2 separate regions of the Sus scrofa genome follow, and region 1 is linked to region 2. Evidence: chromatin contacts called from public HiChIP or PLAC-seq data. All regions are on one chromosome and are shown on one strand. The core of a region is the stretch at or near the end of the contact, and the rest is flanking DNA. Distances in the headings are between cores, read along the strand shown. Region 1 holds the start of RHOBTB2 (rho-related BTB domain-containing protein 2). Region 2 holds the start of PEBP4 (phosphatidylethanolamine binding protein 4).

Region 1 (2,700 bases), core at 80-2,579, 51 kb before region 2:
AGATTTCTTGGCCAGGTGTCACTAGAAAAAAGGGACTCAAACTGGGTAGGTGGGAAGTACAAGAGGGTGAGAAATAGGGTGAGGGATGCTGGTCAGTTTCTTTTTGAAGAAATAGATCTTCATGCCTAAAAAATCGGGAGCTCCTGGAGTGGGTAGGGGCCATTAAGGGGCTGTGCAGAGCCCGGAGGTGAGAGGGAAGGAAACTGGCAGAATGGAGGCAGTGACCCTTCTGGTTGGGGAGAAGCAGAAGATAGAGTAAGCATGGTAGCCCCCAAATCATGGGCTGTAACTGTGCTCCCTGCCGGCCAGCGGCAGCTTTGATTGATAAGGATGGAACAGGCTGTTCGTGCAGCTGGATTCCCCTGGCTCCCCTTCCCTCCTGGCCGGGCTTGTAACCACCTCATTCAGCCTCCATGGCCCTCCCTGAGTTCCAAGGGGACAGGTTCAGGCATCTGCTGACCGGGGAAGGGAGAGGATGCAAAGACAAGGGAAGAAGAATCAAGAGGCAACGGTGCAGCCGTGGGACAGGATCCTGATTCCCTCTCAAGGGATACACATAATGATGTAGGCATCTTCTAGACCTAAGAGAAGACTTACACTCCTTAGGCTTCTTTTAGAAATGAATACTTTAAAATTGGGCAGTTTAGAGTCCTTCCTTGTCTTTGCATGCCCATCTTTCCTGGCTCAGCAACTGTCTGAACCTGCTCCTTGGAACCCAGGGAAGGGCATGGAAGCTGAATGAGGCCCATTTCCTAAAAACAAGAAATGGGGGACCCAGAAAGACTGTCATGCCTAGAAGCCCCCCAGGGCCCTGCTCAGTTACAGGTTCACAAGGAGGGAGTTGAATTGGGGTCAGCTGCTGGCGCATGGCTCCTGTAGACACCCCATCCCCACCGGCTCCCCCCTTTTCCTGTCCCGAGGCTGGCTGCCTCCAATTGCTGGGCCTTGATGGGTAAGACACATGATTCCTAACCCACCGGCCCCTGGTCCTGCCTTCATGTGTCCCTCCTTCTGAGATTTGTGAGGGTTCTCACATTCTGAGAAGCCCGCGTTGTACTGAGTACGCCGAGCGACCAGGTGAGGACAGGTGGGGACAGGTGGGGCAGCCAGGGCTCAGAAGAAGCTCCTCTCTTCCCCCAGGCACAGAGAAACACCCAGGGTGGTCTCAGGACAGGCGGGACATGAGTGGTAGACTTACCTGCTGCTTCTCCTCTGGGGCCTGGCTGGCCCGTCACCACTCCCTGTCCAGAAGCAGTGTCCTGGGCCAGCCCAGCAGGAGGGAATGTGTGAAGAAACAACCACGAGGATTTTAAGGGCTGGGATCCAAGACCAGCCTATGGGGAGCCAGGTGAGAGGCATGGTTACAGTATCCAGGGGTGGAACCGGCAGGCAGGAGTCCTGGTCAGTTCCCGCCCCGCCCAGGCGCTGTGCAGAGCTCAGAGATAAGCTGCCTGTGTAGGAGTCCCTCATCCCATCTTTTGGGCAGGTGAGCATTCCTGGTGCCTTGCCCAGCCGCTGACCCCCCAGGGCCCTGCTTTGGCCTGCCCTCCGGCGCCCATTCTGACTTCTGTCCTGGTCTCGCCTCCTCCCTGGTGACTCACATGGCTTTGGAATTTCACTCATCTGCTTTTTCTGACGCACATCCTGGGGGCCTGGACCGGAGCCAAGGAACACCGTAGTTGCTCCAACACCACCAGTGATTAATTTTGGCTCCCCGAGCTAAAGGCTCTCTAGAGTTGTGGTGAGGGGAGCCAGGCTGGAGAAGCAAGGCTGGGGGCTGGGGGGTGGGGCTGGGGGGAGGGGACGTTGCTGCTGGACGGGAAGGCTTTCTTCCTGCTTCTGCTCACCGGCACACAGGTAGAAAACAAATAGCAGGAAAGCTCTGGACTTGTAGTGGGCAGCCGCAGCCGGTTGGCCAGCTGGGAAACTCAACACGAGGGAGCAAGGAAGTTCAAAACCTAGACTGACTGACCTCTGCGCTTCTTGCAATGGATTTCTGGGTCTCAGTTTATACTTTTGCTGAGTCTTGACAGTTCTTTAATGCAAATTCCAAGAACAACAGCCCGGTTCATTCTTTGACAGAGCGTCCATATCACCCCCATCAGCTGGAACTCTGTTAGCTCCCCGTTTTGCACATTATGTAAGGGGCTGCCCGTGGGTGGGACTGTGGAGAAGAAAAGGAAGGGTTGTCATGACAGTGCACTGGGCTGGGAATTGAGGACCTGGGTTCATTCCCAGGTCAGCCATCATCCCAACGTCTCCCCATTAGGGGTCTCAGGAGGGAGAATGGTCCCACAGTCCTGATGACAATCCCCTCCTACTGGTCCCCAGTGTGTGGGGGAGGAGCTTGCCGTGGTTCCCTGGTTTTGTGTGTCTCCCTTCCCTCCACTGTTCCAGCAGGCAATTGCTGTTCCCATCCCCTTCCTGCACTGCCCCTGACCTCTTGTCTCCCCTAGCTGCCCAGGACTCCAGGATGCAAAGTCATGTCCCTTCTAGCAAGTCCTGTTGAGAAGTCAAGGACTCTGTGTCAGTCTGACCCCCTGACCCTGGGGAGGAGAGCAGGGTCAGGACAGTGTATTTGGGAAGCAAAGACCTCACCGAGCTGTCTAGCCCCAAAGAATGGCTTCAGGTCAAGGCCTGTCAATGAAGATGATGCCTAGAGGTCCGGGAAATGCCCTGCTCTCTGGTACAGTAGGTCCC
Region 2 (2,700 bases), core at 15-2,514:
TGTTGCCCCAAAGAAGGGCTTTTGCTGCAAGTTGGGGTCCTGGAAGCAGGAATTCAACTGAAAAGCAAGCTCTGCTGAAATGTTTCTCTGAAGATCTAGCTGCATGTACTCTAGACCTACCCTCATCTTCCTTCGCCCGCACAAGGGCGACAGGATCATTTTATTTGTTTTTACAAGACGTGGTGCATCCTGAAGAGGTGTGAGACAACACCCCCCCCCTCCCCCAGCCAAGTAGTGGAGCTCAATGCAGAAACTGGTGTCTGAGGTCCCCTCCCCCTTCCCCTGTGGTGGAGGAACTGCCTTTGATCTTCCCCCTGCCTCTCTGGTTCCAATCAGAGTCCCACACCCTCCTGCCTGCAGGCCTGTTCCCTGAGGGAACGAAGGCCACCCAGGGGTCCCAGGCAAGTGTTCAACGCAGCCCTAGGCCCCCCTTCCTCCTAGTGCAGTGAGTTGTGCAAGCTTCCCCCTTCCTGAGCAGCTCTGCTGGCCTTCTTCTCCAGGGACTATTATTTTGGGAGAGTGCTGAGTTCAGCACCAGTGCAAGGTACAGCCGGGCACACCCTTCTGTCCTCAGCTGGCCCTTCAGAGCTGGCCTCAGGGCCTGGTGGCCCTCCCCTCCTCCTCCCCTGTGCAGCAGCCCCTCCTCCGCAGGGTCACCGTGTCCAACCGTGACCACCATCCGACAGCCCCGAGGCTCTCAAGACAGGTGGCAGAGGAGCTGTGGGTGGGAGAAGCAGAGCTGGTGCAAAGGGCGCACCCCAGCCTCATGCCTGCTCCTAGAAAACCCTGCAAGGTGGGGCCGTCATGAGCACCCCCAGAACCCGAAGCCTGGGGTCACCAGCCTCCCAGAGTTTGCTTTAAAGTCAAAGGAGGAGGCTCAACTGATTGCACAGGGGTAACTCGGGAGGGGCAGGGTGAGGGGGGGCTGTGTAAGAGGCTTATATAAGCCCTCCTGTGCTGCAGCCTGCTCTGCGCCCAGGCGGGCGGCAGGCAGAGTGACAGCACAGCTCTGCTCCGTGGAGGAGGGGCCTCAGCCAGGACTGAAAATTGAGTCCAGCTGGGAAGAGGCCCAGGTCCGCCCAAGGTTCTTGTGTCCGGGTACGGATTAGCTGCTGGAGCCCAGCCTGGCCGGAACTTCTCCCTTGCACTTCTCCCTACTGAGCAGAGGGTTCTGATCAGGTGGGCCCCTGGGGCAGGGGCTCTGGGGTGGGCAGAGCACCCCCTGCGGCGGGCCTGGTGGCACTGAAGTTCCTTCCGTTCCAGGTGCCCATGGGCTGGACCATGAGGCTGGCTACGGCAGCCCTGTTCCTGGGCCTCACGATGGCGGTCCCCGGAGATGAAGAGGACAGTGACCCATGTGTGTACGAGGCCTTGTCTGACAGCGACGCTGTGCTCTGCAAGTAAGACTGGGTGGCCCCCCACTCCCAAGAGCCGCGCTAGAGGCTCGAAGAGGGGGTGCTTCCAGAACCAAGGGGGCACTGCCTCCCAAGGCAGCCTCTGTGGAAGGCAGAACATAAGGCAGCTCTGGGGCCATTCTGACGGAACATGACAGCAAGGAAAGGACTCAGACCCTTTCAGGCCCCTGCTGTCCAAGGGCGGTTCTCGGGGCTAGGAGGGTATGCAGATCTGGTCCGCTCCCCCGGGCCTCCAAACCCGAGGGGCCCTGTGGGGCTGTGGCCTCACCCTCTGTGTTGGCACCCGAAAGAGACCATCATTTCCTCCAGCATGGAACGCCTCCTGTCCCCCAGCAAGGTGGCATTTTAAAGGAAAGTGGCATTTATTTGACCGAGGGTGTGTGATTGGACCCTCCCTATGTTTCCTGTTCCCTAACAAGGCTCTAGGGGCGTCGGGACAGGTGGGCCTGTTAGGGAGCGTGGCCAATGGACATTGTTCAGGGAAGTCTGGGTCTCGAGGCCTGGCTTTGTCTCTTCCAAGGGCGCAAGCTTCTCTCCCTTTTCATCAGTTCGGCTCTCTCCTGCCTGCGGGTCAGAAAAGCCAGTCTTCATCGTCCTGGACACATGGTCATCCTCAGGGCTGCCCCAGCCATGCTGCTGGCAACCTCCTCTACCAGCTTGGTGACCGAGTATGCTGGCATCCCTCTGAGGCCATCAGAAGTGAGGCTGGGAGCAAGGACTCTCACTTCCTACTCTGTCTCTCTGAGTGCATTTGAATTCTTACAAACACTACTTTTAGAAAGAGAAATATGTTTTCCCTTAAAATTTTAGGCGGGAGTTCCCGTTGTGGCTTGGTGGTTAACCAACCCGACTAGGAACCATGAAATTTCAGGTTTGATCCCTGGCCTCGCTCAGTGGGTTAAGGATCTGGCATTGCTTGAGCTGTGGTGTAGGTTGCAGACACAGGTTGGATCCCATGTTGCTGTTGCTGTGATGTCGGCCAGCTGTTACAGCTCCGATTGGACCCCTAGCCTGGGAACCTCCATAGCTGCGGGTGTGGCCCTAAAAAGACAAAAGAAAAAAGAAAAAAAAAAGTTAGGCAGTTGGATCCAAAAAGAAAAAAAACACAAATTTTGCTCCTATCGATTACATTTTTTGGCCACGCCTATGACATGTGGAAGTCCCCAGGCCAGGGATAGAACCCATGCCACAGCAGTGACCTGGGCTGCTACAGTGACAACTCTGGATCCTTAACCCACTGAGCCACCAGGGAACTCCTATCTGTACACTTTTTAAATCTGGTGAA

What was found. HiChIP or PLAC-seq counts read pairs in DNA pulled down with a chosen protein or histone mark.
Region 1: an H3K27ac HiChIP or PLAC-seq map of skeletal muscle shows a contact between it and region 2. The contact joins the promoter of RHOBTB2 here to the promoter of PEBP4 in region 2. A contact is called at or near these places in 1 of 47 Hi-C or Micro-C datasets (skeletal muscle) and 1 of 2 datasets of contacts at active chromatin or transcription factors (skeletal muscle).

What each region holds. Positions count from the first base shown.
Region 1 is chr14:7,221,838-7,224,537 of Sscrofa11.1, reverse strand. RHOBTB2 (rho-related BTB domain-containing protein 2) reads right to left here and starts at 1,329. Exons shown (of 11, transcript XM_021073203.1): 1 at 1,199-1,329.
Region 2 is chr14:7,171,205-7,173,904 of Sscrofa11.1, reverse strand. It overlaps PEBP4 (phosphatidylethanolamine binding protein 4), which reads left to right and starts at 1,264. Exons shown (of 6, transcript NM_001162888.1): 1 at 1,264-1,400. The coding sequence starts at 1,270. It also overlaps the pseudogene LOC110256618.